Regions from separate parts of the Dromaius novaehollandiae genome. Here region 2 is linked to region 1. Evidence: chromatin contacts called from public Hi-C data. All regions are on one chromosome and are shown on one strand. The core of a region is the stretch at or near the end of the contact, and the rest is flanking DNA. Distances in the headings are between cores, read along the strand shown. Region 1 overlaps RTN1 (reticulon 1). Region 2 holds the start of LRRC9 (leucine rich repeat containing 9).

Evidence for each region. A called contact is a pair of places that touch in the nucleus more often than the background predicts.
Region 2: a Hi-C map of liver shows a contact between it and region 1, with 3 times the contacts expected there. The contact joins the promoter of LRRC9 here to the enhancer-like site in region 1. A contact is called at or near these places in 2 of 4 Hi-C or Micro-C datasets (brain and liver).

What each region holds. Positions count from the first base shown.
Region 1 is chr5:7,166,745-7,173,517 of bDroNov1.hap1, forward strand. The region is part of intron 1 of RTN1 (reticulon 1); the gene reads right to left. Among named protein-coding and RNA genes, the nearest start is that of RTN1, 58 kb to the right of the region's middle. Within about 2 kb of position 5,232, at least 2 of the 2 cell types and tissues checked have open chromatin away from gene starts, as enhancers often do.
Region 2 is chr5:7,251,322-7,257,912 of bDroNov1.hap1, forward strand. It overlaps LRRC9 (leucine rich repeat containing 9), which reads left to right and starts at 4,481. Exons shown (of 31, transcript XM_064513512.1): 1 at 4,481-4,534; 2 at 5,980-6,198. The coding sequence starts at 4,481.

The DNA of each region.
Region 1 (6,773 bases), core at 3,982-6,481:
AATATAAAGCACAGCTTGTGACGACGGAGCAAAAGATGTCCCGCAAGGAAGCAGGAGACGGAGCGACAGATCTGTATAGGGTACAGGTAGAGGGACGTGGAGGAACAAGGCTGAGTTAAGAGAAGCTGGTGCATATAGCTATGGGGTAGCCCGTTAGCCACGGGCACATCGATCCACGCAGCATCACCGAGGCGGTCCAGCTTCCCCAACCTCCACCCTGCAAGAAGCACAGCGCTCCTCACCAGCTAAACACGTGCCGTGTCCCAGGCTATCGAGCACAAGGCCAACTTCACGGCAATGCTAAAGGGACGCTGCTGCAGCCGCAAAGCCAGAAGCCGGGAAACGTCAGTGTTAAGGTTCCTGCGCTGCTGGTGTTCATTTATTTTCTTTCTCCTTGCACATCCATGATGACACCATCTTTAAACACACAGACTCCACTGCTTTTTTTCTGCAGCCCTCTGTGCACTAAGTGCCTGCAGCTCGTTTAGTGAACCTTGAAGCAATCTCTTTCCCCCCCACCGCCCTGACACTGTTCAGTGAACGACCCCAGTCTCTACTTTGCTGCAAAACCTTGCTGTGTTTTGCATGCACTACCCAAGCCCTGCGCAAAGGCAGAATGACCAGGTCCCTCATGGGTGTTTTTGTCTTGCTCAGCAGCAGTCAGAAGAGCAGATTAGCAGAGAGTTTCCATAGAAATATTTATTATCAGGCCAAGATCTTGTTTCAGAGTGGTAGAGCTCACTGCAGAGACTATTCTTACATACGTGAGCCTGGGACTGTTCCCCCATCTACATAACTTTACATTCGGCTACTCTGAATTTCACCTTCCATTTTACTGCCTGCTCACTCAGGGCTGTAGGATCCTTCTGCACCTTGTTGCCGGCAGCTCTGGTCCTCACTGCTCCAAATGACTCAGTCTCATCAGCAAAGGTATTTGCAAACGGAAAACCACAGCAAAGCCAACACAAAAGAAACGAGGGCTAAGTTAGGCTGACACATGCGCCTCAGGTCCCAAAAGCCATTTTTACATGAGCAGTAAACCAAAAATGGGTAGGTTATTTGTCTTTCAAGTATTTTTCTTGCTGAATTTGCTTTTTTTTTTTTTGAAAATTATCCATAAACAGGCTTGGATTTTCACAAATGTGTTGGTTAGCTGAAATTATCTGATGCATTGTTTATGCCAACATATTTCAAGCTGTGAATTGCTGACTACAGACTATTCATGCCTGTTGCTGCCAGGATCTGCTGTTTGTAATTTACTATTTGTGCTGGGTGAGTAGCTGTCTAAATCATGGGGTTTCAGGGCTGTTCTTTCATTAGATGATTCCGCAGTGCTCACTGGGCCTGATCCAAAGCCCACTGAATTCACTGGAAAAAATCCCATTGATTTTGAGTGGCTTCAGATCAGATTGCCATGCAATACTTTCTGCTCTGGGTATTCATGAAAAAAGTACAATCACCCCACTTTCAGCAAGCAAAAAAAAAAAAAAAAAAAAAAAAATTAAAAAAAATCTATTTTTGCAAATATTCCAAGACTATTAGTAAAGACTGAACACAAACATAGTCAGAGGGAATTGAAAATGCTTTCAAACTGGCATTCATGGGTGCTGTTTGCAGCTTGCATTTCTGCTTTATCCCATATTTTATGTCAGATGCAAATGCATTTGAAGCACTTAGTAATGCTGATCGATAGAGCAGTGAAAGGGTTTATAATGTATTTGTGTCAGGTGCTTCATAATAGAAGTTATAGCAAGCCAAGAGAGCTCATAGTACAGCTACTGTTATTCAGAGAGCCAAGGAAGATATCACCCTATTCTTTCTGATTTTTCAGCAGAAAGAGAAAATAACCCTGAAATAGTCATTGACAAAAATATTACCTCGCATTTTAAAATAATACAAACCCAGTATTGTAGTGGATGTTAGCAAATGCTGAACTTAAAATGGGCTCCATGCTGCTCCCACACCTTTTTTTTTTTTTTTCTCCAGTGTTTTTGCAAAAAATGGTGAGATCAGAAAACACATTTCCTACCGAGGTTCAGCGGGGGATGACAGAGTTGCAGGGTGCACGAAGGTGCATGTACACGCATGTGCGAGCAGGGAGGGATCCTAACCCTTGAGACAACTGCAGAGCGAAAAACGCTGAAGACAGCTCAAAATGGCTAATTACCAGGATTTAATGCAACTCCATATTTCCATAGGGGTTGATTTAAAACCGTCAGTAAAAGCGCCTCTTATTTAGGAAGTGTGAGTATATGAACTATTAGCCTGGCTATTAGAGAAAGAAAAACCTATATTAGCTGAGCAGGACTTTGCTGAAGAATGGTGTATTCAGAGCCTAGCGATATTAAGCAGTACACTCGCCGACTTCAGGTTTATTTAGTTCAATATCCGTGGGAAGGAGAAGCCTTGAATAGCATCGGTAATTGATGGCAGTATCAGGTCTGAATTTAGCCTTGTTTCAAAGGGTTTTATCTGGATTTTCCTCAAACGTGCCCAAAAACTTGCCTGCCAATTCAGGTAAAGCAAACCTATTCACTGCCTGAGAGCAGCACTCCTGCTTTCGTGTAACACGAGCCCTCGGGAAATAATTTCACTTCCTGCAAACAGCTAAGCAGTAATGGGTCCGATTCAAACATTTAGAGCACAGCTGAGATTCTCAATACGTTACATGTGTTTTCATCAATTGTAAAGAAAAAATTCTTTTTGAAAATGACTGTTTTGTCTCCTCTGAATAAGTAACCAAATGCTCTAAAAATCCTCCCTACAGGGCTAGATTTAGAGCAAATCAGCAACTGGCACATGATATAGTTTAGAAATCATCGTTTCCACACAGAGCAACTCTTATTTTAAGAAAGGCAACTAATGTCCGGTTTGGATCAATGAAAGATGAAGTGTTCCAACATTCTGGAATAGGAAACTAAAAACTAGCTGAGGATAATAGATGAGAAAAACAGTTAATTTAAACAAAACTGATTTTTTTTTCAAACTAGAGTACATCCAGTCTTCTTCACCGATTACCCCAGAATAGTCCATGTGTTTAACATATTACAGTCACACGAATAAAATAACCAGTATCCATGTTAACGTGTCTGTTTTTATCTAGAGGTCTTCACATACAACTGTGATGACCTTCAATAGCACAGACAGACTGACACAGAAGGACACGAAATTTCGGTTCCGTATAACAGCTGTCAACCCAGCAACGTGAGGTTCAGCATTTACCATACGCCAGTGACTCATTCAGAATTATTAACTTTTTAAAAGAGGAGAGGGGGCACTAATCTTTAATTAGATAATGCTATTTTTACAGCCTGGAGCTGTATTTGGAAGCAGACTGATCTCTGGTGCAATTTGAGGAATCAAGGTTTTGACGACCTTTTTGGGGAAAAGCAGAATAGCATGAGTAAGCCTCTTCCAGCAAATTCCTGTAGGTCTTTAAAATAGCTGGCTCTGCTTTTGCTCTGGATCTGGCAGCTCGGGAGCCCTCACCCGCTGCCCAGTGCCGTTACTCCCAGGAGCAGGGTGCTCGCAGCTCCCTCCCCTCTCGGCCGTAGCTGCCTTATCCACACTGATCATGGGCTCCCTGCAACAAGGTCCACCTCATCCTCGTGGGGCAGTCCCCAGTCTTTGGTAATTTGTGGTCCTGGAGCAATAACGAGCCAACAAGCACCACGAACAAGCTCTTGTTCTGATGGTCCCCAAGCCATGCGGGAGGGTCTCGCAAGCCACGTATGATGCCCAGGTCACAGCACCTGGAGCACCTCAGCCCTTTAGGTGTCAACCAGATGTTCCAGGTAATAAAAAGAGGCCAAAACTAAGTGAAGAGCTTTTTTCAACACAGCAACTTTGGTATGATCCAGGACTCCAGAATGCACTAAAAAGCTCAGGGATACACAGTGGACTTCCCTACAGGTGATTAGGCTAAAGCTTGTCTTCTAAAAACATACCCCAGTATTGCCCTAAAGGTTCAAGGAGATAGTTGAGTGGCATACCAAGCTTTTTAGTGTTTAATTACCCTTTCATCTAGAAAGTCATTTCAAGGTTGACAGTGTCCAACTCCAGCTCCCAGTTGCGGGCTCCTATTGTGTCCCTCAGCACACAGAAAAGTCCTCTTTGCTCGGGGTCCTTGTCCCCGTGTACGCATCTGCGCACAGGCAGCAAGTCACGCCTCGGTCTCCTCTCCGACTACCAGCACAGATTGCATTTCCCAGCCCCGCATGAGCAGGCTTACGCCTCAGCCACTCCATCATTTTTATGGCTCATCCACAGCCTCCTATCAGACAGATACATCTTCCTGCTTCCTTGCAAGTACACAACACAAATAGCTATTAGAGAGTTCTGCCTTTTATGCACCGACCTGACAATTTTAGCATCTGGCAGTAGCAACAAGCCTATACTTGCCCTTGGCTTCTTTCTATTCCTAACATATCCTTAAAAATGGGGGTGGGGGAGGAGGAAAAAGGCAGGGAAAAAAAAGGACAAAAAGGCTTTTCCTATTCTTTTGATCAACTGTACAATTTTTTTTTTCTGAGTTTACTATGCCAGTTACCTTCATTTTTAACTTGCATTACATTACTTCTCACTGTCCTCTCAGTTGTAGTCTTTTTATACAGCAATCCAATATTTATCACTTTTCTATATTTCCTTATTGCACCCTACCTCCCCCCGACGAAGGTGTACCAGCAGTCCCAAGGCTATCTCCAATTCAAAACACAGCTGGTCTTCTTAGATTCAGACCAAGCTGTTTCTCCCTCTCCGCTAGGTTTCAGTCCCACGTCAAACCTCAGGAAAGCCCTGGACATTTCCACACTCCCTTTGCAGGTGCTGCTGCTAGCAGTGGTGAGGGCAGTCAGCGTAGGTGGCAGAGGCATCTCTGAGCCCCATGCCAAATCACACACCACTCTGAAGTAGGCTGGGTAACACTGGGGATATATAGGTGTACCACTTGGGAATCACACTCTTGATTTTACAAGACCTTCTCCATGAGCTTTCTAGCCCCAGATACTGCAGTGCCTGGGCAAACCTCAGAAGTACTCACACACCTGTGTGATTCGAATGGAGCCTGAAACCCCAAATCCTAAAAGCCCATCTGTCTCCACACCAAATGCAGGCACTGTTGCACTGCTGGATAACACCGTTAAATAAGCTCTCAGCATCTCCCTTCGATCAGCCGTTCTCAATAGCCAGAGCCAGACGTCAGCCCAGAGCTCTCCCACCTCCAGATGCTATGCGTTGGACGTGCACAGCAGCAAGCTGCTTGCAGCAAAACTTTATTGAGCGTGCATTCCTGGCAGAAGTGCCAGCTATTCCTTGCTGCCAGGAGATGGTGCTCTTTGTTTTAGCTCAGGATTTGCAAACCCAGTTTACAGGTTAGTAACTTTTTTCTCCAAAACTCTCCTGATCCCAGCTGCGTAACTCTGCAGGGCACGGCATGTGCAAGCACTAACGTCCATACTCTGAAAGCCGTTTTGTGACTCATTTGCACAATAGATGCTGCAAGAAAACTGGATGTGCTGGAAGGATACGTGCTCCTGTTCTATTATTATTTCCCCTGGCGCTCTGCGCAGGTCCTGAATGCCCTGGGGGGACCAGGAGCAGCAACGAGGCTGCATCCTGCCGTCTCGGAGTCACTGCCAGCTCTTTGCTCTGCTCCTGGGGACAGGAGTGAGTCAGTGCACCAGCTGCATGAGTTACCCATCCTTCCCTCGAGATCACGCAGCGGCACAGAGGAAACGCTGCCGTGCAGAGAGGCAGGTGTTGTCTCCTGTACTGGCAGGAGAGCAAAAGGACGGGGACGGGGCGGGGGAGAGCTTGATTCTCTTTATATTCCAGTTACTCCATTGACTTTAGTGGAGGGACTCCCCAGGGCTCCCCCATTTCGGTTCTCAAATACACGAGGCTCAGCCAGGATCTCAGCCCCGGAAACCTTTGGCCACAGGGGATGAGCACCCTCGAAGCAGAGGGAGTCACCACCCCCTAATAAGCACGGGGGGTTGGGGGAAACAAATTCCTTTCAGTGCTACAGCCCATGGATTGGGTCCTGTCGGGAGCTTCATTTTTGGGGCTAATTTAAACCCTCTCTCCCAGCATCATGTTACACAAAAGTACAGTCCTTCCACATGACTTCCCAAGCTCCTGCCTGGGGGTTTCTCCCACCTCCTTAGCTGACCTCTGCTTTCTTCTGAAAACCAAGCGGACACGTATCAGGCCCTGGCTTGGCTGCCGAGTGCTGCAGCCCCGTCTGCGGGAGAGACACGTAGGAAACACTGATGAGCTTTTAACGAGATTAGGGCAGATCCACTTTGGGGAGCACAGGGACACACTGCGCTGCGGGTACCGCCATCCCAGCAGCCAATTAACAGCATTTTTTTTTCCATTGAGGCCTTGCACAAGAACGGCTATCCGCTCCCTGCGAGCAGCCCTCAGCAAAGACACCAAGGGCCACCTTCATGCCACAGATAAAGTGTCACAGGGGACCCAGACTCACCCCAAAACAAGTCAAGGAATGGTGCTCCACTACCCACAGAGGAGCAGGATGTGGTCTGAATGTCCTCAGCTCCCATGGACATCACCAGAGCTTGTGGCACCTGGCAGGGGATGCTCAGCCGTTTCTCCCAGAGCAAGCCTGCAGTAAATGGTTCAGCAGTTCTCACCCACACGTGCCCTCCAGGCTTTTCACACCAACGAGCAGTCTCAGGAGCTCTGAGTGGACCTGGCAGTAAAATGTCTACATCTACATGTCTAAAACATCTATAAGGTCTATTGCATCTCTC
Region 2 (6,591 bases), core at 3,231-5,730, 84 kb after region 1:
TGGGCCAAACCCTAGAAGCCTTCCTCAGTCTTGTTTCAGCACTACTCTTTGTGATGGCCCTGGGAGTCAAGACTGCAGTATTAGCTGGAAACAAGAATATAACTAGCTCTGTTTTTCCAACTACTGTCAGTGCTTATCCCCCTAACCTACCTGCTGTCTATCACAGCTGAAAGGGTGAAATTTCCTAAAGACTTAATGAGAAACCTAGTATTTTAAATACTTTGAAAGTCATTGCCATCAAAATGACTGCTAAAATTAGACAAAACAAACCAAAAATTACCTCATATATCTTACCTCATACTAAAGTGAGTTTAAGTGCTTACAGTTTTATTAACGATACGGCTGAAGAGCCTAGTTTCTAAAAATGTAATCTATTTTAAATATTTATACAAGGCCTAGCATCACTGCTTCTAGCCACTTAATCTGACATTTCATCTAAATATACACTGGTTTGCAGAGCTGATACTGGAACCACTTGGATTATGAAACAACACAGTGGAAGTCAGAAATACTCCAGTGATACATAGCAGGAGCAGCCAGAGCTACACACAGATTACAAACAGTATTATTTTAAGGCTGAAGACCTTTCTAGAAACAAATTTAATGATGACTGCTTCGCATTCTCAGTGAAAACAAATCGTCTACCACCCCATAAAAATACCAACAGCAATAAAAGACAGAGGCAGAAATGCATGTCCATGATGCACAGTGACCCATGAGAATCTGATGAACACCAGCTTCAAAAGTTTCTCTGGTGCTCAGCAAAACTACAGCAAGGGCAGTTTCAAAAGTAAATATGCAGCAGTAAAGCACCATCAGCACTTAAACAGTTGCTTTAACTGTGCTATGAAATGGTTTCAAATTATACTGAAAGGCTTTAGCAGAATTAGAGCAGAATGTGCCATAGCAGAAGGTGAAAGATAACACACTTGAAATGATTAATTCAGTCTGTCTGAGATAAGTTTGAAAATCCTTTGCATTAAAAGAGAAATCTAGCAACTGCTGCCAGACACTTTGAAAATACTATATATGCAAATATTATATGTTTTAACAGCTTTATAAACCAACACAAAATTATCTAGCAGTAACATTATCTAGGTCTTAATGAGCTGTGCTCATGATTAACATTGTAATGCTACCCTGCATGTTTGCTGCAGTTGCAGAGATTAGGGATATTATGCATACAGATTTTAGGCAGCCAGAGCAGGTCACCCTGAGATGACTGAGTCACCTAGAAAGGACTGACGGTGTTTCACAAAGATGATGATTCTCATAATAATTTCCTTCTGGTTAGAGAAGAGTGCTTCTCAGTCAAACAGTAGTTCCTATATCCAAATTAGATCATTTGCCTTCACTCACTCTGCCAAAATGAGTCACTCAGCTACACGCTCAGAAACAAAAGCAATTGCATTTTGCTGCTGTTTATACCAATGAATATCTGGATTTGCATGAAATGTCCAGTTTTAATGCTTGATCATTCAGTTACTGCTTTAAAAATACTAAGCAGATCACAAAATGGTATCAATTGGCCTAGACACAATGTACAGAGAGGGTTGCCCTTATGATTCTTTGTCAATGGGATATGAAAGAAAAAGAGTCATTTGCTAAACAAGACTTTCTTTCTTCCAGAATCCAATATAAAGGCAGAACATGGGAAGGGAATACACTCCACTTAAGCAAAGCTACATATAAACTTCTCTGGAAAGGAAACAATCATAAAAGTGGATGATTGTTTTGGTTTTTTTCCTTGAATTTGAAAGCTGTACTGTTTTCGGGGCGTTAACATCCCCTTTTTAATTTAAAATTGTTCCACTGTGTATTTGTTATATGTTAATCTGGGGGGGCAAATTTGATACCTAGATTTGCCTTGTTACAAACTTCTGCTAAAAGAGATTTGTATTTTTTGTCTCCGAGTAAGTGAAAATTTGCACCTGTAGACCGGGAAAAATAAGACCCAGCTGGAACGTCTTTTACAATGCAGAAATGGGTGGAAGCTGCCTGCCTTATGTGGAATTGGAGGGACATCTGGTGACATGAAGAAACAATGCAAGTAAAGAGCTACCAAAAGGTTTATCAGCCTTCCTAGAACTACAAAAGCTGCTTGAGCAATTTTCTCCCCCTCCATGAAAAACAGTAACAAACATAAAACAAAGACTTTAACAGAGACCCTTGCAAATATTAATCAAATTAACCTCCTTAACTCACAAACCTGACATCTTTAATGACCTTTGTTTCAGCAGAAATCCAATTTTCTGCTGAGAAATACTGCCATTGAAAAATGTCAACCAGTCTCAGCGCATGCAAAAAAAATAAATTTAGTGAATTAATTATAATTGTTCTTAAATTGATAAAATTAATCCAGCGTGAACGGATCAGTGAACGCAGCCCTTTTGGTTTAAGGGCGGCCCATTTTATCTCACACTCACATTCCTAATTGATTTAAACTAAGCCACAGTAAAGCTTCCGTGCTGCAGCTTGGCAGTTTCCATCGCCGTGTCAAGATAAACCACTGCACGAACACAACACCCTCCCCAACTCTGGGAGAGACATGGGGCAGAATAAAACTCTTTAACCCTTTTTTTCTGACATTTGGCAAACCAGCTTAGTGGCCACACTCCGCTGCCCAGACGACAGCAAAGCAAAAAAGTCATTGCAGCTGAACTTAAATCATCATCGCAGAGGTGGATGCGCTGGGGAAGGCCTGGTGCACATTGCGCCCTGGCCCAGCACGGTGAAAGGGGCAGAAGGAGCAGCTGCTTCTGGCCCCTTTCCCTGGGTGACCTGGGGCAACCGGGCAGCCCCAGGGCCAGGAAACGCTCTGTGAGGGCTGCCGACGGGGCGGGGGGGGGGCAAACAGCCGTTGGGCGGGTGCGCGCGCGCAGGAGGCCTCAACGCGCCTCGTGGTGGTGGTGCCACCGCCGCCGCGCGCCCTCTAGGGGACGGCTCACGTCGCCACGGGTCGCGCTGTGCGTGCGCAGGAAGGAGGGCGCGCTGCAGCTGTGCGCGTGCGCAGGCAGGAGGGGCGGAGCCAACTCTGCCAGCTTTTCACCGGCCCCGCCCCTCGCTGAGGTAACCGCCATTTCCTCAGCCCCGCCCCCCATCCTGTCGCGTCACCGTCTCGCCTCTGGTTGGCTACCGCCCCACCGGTGGGAGGGGCGAGGTGGTCGTCTAGGCGACGTGAGCAGGCGGTGGTGCTCTGGGCAATGGGCCCGGGCCTGGGTGTTGGGTACGTGGATCCCCTGAGGGGATCGGGGCCCGGCCTGGTTCCTGATGTGGCATCCTCCGCCTGTCCCTCTTCTGGGTTGTCCTGGTCCCATTGCCTACTCCTGTCCGCCTACAGGGCAGCCCACTGAGCTTCAGTGCCCTCGAAGGGCAGATTGGGGCCTGGGGTGTCGCAGGTGCCCCGCTTTGTGGTGAGGTGCACTTCCCTCCTCACCCTCTGCCAGCCCCTGCCAGGCACCCTGGGGCAGGCATCCACCCTTGGCAGGAGCGGGCAAAACACATGCCACTAGTACGTGGGTCTACATTATGTGGAAGTTACCTGTACAGCCAGGGCTCTGGGAGCAACGCTTGCAAAGCCATGCTATTAGCTGTCTTTTGAATGTGGCGGAAAAAATAACTGCTTCCTTCTGCTCCTGTTAGAGGAACCGGCCTCCACCCAAAAGCTAATTCCCATCTAATGTAATTCCCTCAGCTGTTGTAACTGGATAAAATATTCTTTGTTTCCTGTCCTAAATTACTGGCTAGAGGAGCTGTGTGTCATTAAATGCTGTGGCAGGGATTCAAAGACAGCAGTGATGTGGTGGTATATTAAGAGTGACTAAAGTGATCTTCTGGGTTTAGTTTGTGCATACTGTGGTTAATATACTGTGTCAATGCTTTCAGAGGGAGAAAGAAGCTGCCTCGATCATACTAATAAGAGGTTGTTAATGCTAAAGATAAATCATAGCAGCTGCGTGGTTACTTTAAAAGCACTGTAACAAAGGTGTTACAACTCTCAATTATGTACAGAGAATTTTGACATATTTTCCTATATGCAGATAGGCTTTTACTGAGGATTATTTTTGGTGAATTATAAATGATTTGTTCATTGATACTGCACCTCTGTTCTTTGTGCAAATACAACTTACTGAACCCAATACAGGGATAAGTGGGTGCTATTCATCATCTTTCCTTCTGGGAGTGGTGCAAATAGCTTATCCTGTAGTACTTTCTAGACTTTCAGAATATAAAAATATTGGTTAAAAAAGTAATCAGTCTAAATATTCCTGACATCTTCAATTTTCTTCCTTTGTGATCACCACCGTGATTCAGAGAGAAATACAGATTTTGGAACTAAGTCTGTTAGGAGTTTCGATCTTCCTTTCAAACTGCTTGGAACTCCTATGACTTATGTGGGTGGATACACAGCTGATAATTATACTATCCTTTTTATAAGAAAATACTAAGAAATGCATAATCACTACGGAGAACACAAGAGATGATGCAAAGTGATAACCAAGACCAGAACCTTGAGGAAATAATTAAGGAGCTGGTAAGCTTTTCATTCATATTTGTTTTTAATTTTCTCTGACTTTTAATACTTTTATAAATATCAGTATGTGTTTGCTAGAACATTAGTTATTCTGGAATATCCTGGAGGTGGTATAAGGCATGCATTAATAATGGTTTATGATGGTCTAAAGGTTTCAGAGCTATGGAAACATACTAGTAGTTAAGATGCAGAAATGCAACTCTCTCCGGAGAGAGATACCTGTATTCAAAGAGGATTTTAAGGTACCATTCACCCTTTGTATCTGCTTCTTGTGGTGTACCTTGCAGAATATTCATATATTGAAACAAAAATAAGGGTTTTTTTGATATAAATTTGATCAAAGTAAATCATGTAGTTTTGACTCACTCATATGTTTTGCATAGGCATTGCATAGTTGTGAGCAGAATCGGGTGGCTAACTAAGATGATAAAAACTTTGCCTAGTATGAAGTCTTTAGAATTTTAAAATGGTGTTCAACTCCAGAGTAAGGCATCTTAATTTAGGTGTCTACCGATAGTTGTCTACATATGCGTTTGGTTTTTCAGCCCTCATTGTAGTCAACAGAAATCTATGATACAATTCAGTTGCACAGATATAGCTGTCCAGTGCCATTTTAGCTGCCTCAAGATATCTAAGACACCACACAGGGCTGGGAGATATTACAAAGGATGTGTAGGAGACTGCACTCTTCTGGAACAGCAGTTGCAGGATACCCTAAAGCATCTGAAATAGCACTGGATACACTGTGCAGCCAACTGACTCCCATCCTTAGCCAATATAGAATGAGTCAACTTACTGTAAACATGTACTGTCTGGACATCAGAATGGCTTTCCAGGATCCCTTGGCTGTATTGGTTAGATCTCATGTTGACTAAAATGAGAGCTTTGATAAAGGGCACGGGTGTAGATACCTGATGTTTTGTGTTGTAATCTTAAGCTGAATCTCACCTTTAATGAAATTCCATGTCATCTTTTATTTTTTCCTGGCCAAAAGCTTATATTATTATATTTACTTAATACAACCACTTCAGAAGTGAAGCGCTACAAGACTGACAGAGCACACTGTCCCCTTTCATACACATATGTGTGTGTGTATATGCACATATACACACACATATACTAGTTATACATTTTTGGTGGTTTTTAGTTTTCATTAAAGTTAGCATGACTGAAAATTATTTTGTTTTAAATTCAAGGTGCATTTTGAGGTTTGATTTGAAGTACTCGTGCAATAATTGTGATTATTTTTGTAAGCAGAAGAAAGCTGTGTAACCATCATATACTGAATGTGGCCAAAATTGCAAATACATCTTAGAGCAGAGCAAATTTTAAAAGACACAGTTGATTTTAAGCAGTTGACTCTAATGACGGTCAGACATTCTGCTTCATAATGTATTTTTTAAAACATGGATGTAAAATGAATAATAGTTGCCTTTCATTTCCAGTGCACATGTAATGGATTGTCTTATGAGAAAGTTGATCAAGAGGGACTAAAAACAACAGCACTGGAGATGTTTTTCTCAGGTTATCCCAAAATGGTAGGCTTGAAATATTTCCCAAATTTGACCACACTCACTCTTGTTGGGCAAAGGATTCAAAAGATTTCAGACCTGGAGCATTGCCTGTTACTCAGAGAGCTGTGGATTGCTGAATGCTGTTTAGTGGTAAGTTAACTATGAATTTTATTTCTAGCCAGCTTTAGCCAACTTTAGCCCCTTAAAATGATTATCATATTCTTCCATGAGCATTTCTTCATCTGTTCAAAGAACAAGGCGCTATTCGAGGGAGTGAGGATCTGGCACTTCTTTACTGATGTATCCAAAGATCTCATTATAGGCATGGATGAAAATTACCTCTGTTACACATTACAGGTTTTTGTATTTTGGACTCTGTAGTTGTTTTTTTTTCTCTTTCATTAGAAAGAATGTTTTTTGAAACTACAATAATTTCATTGAAACCTTTTTCAGAAAGCTGATTATGATGAAGATATTTCAGTGAAAATAATACTGTACATAAAACACATAATTTATCATGAAACATTGTAGCTTCTATTACTT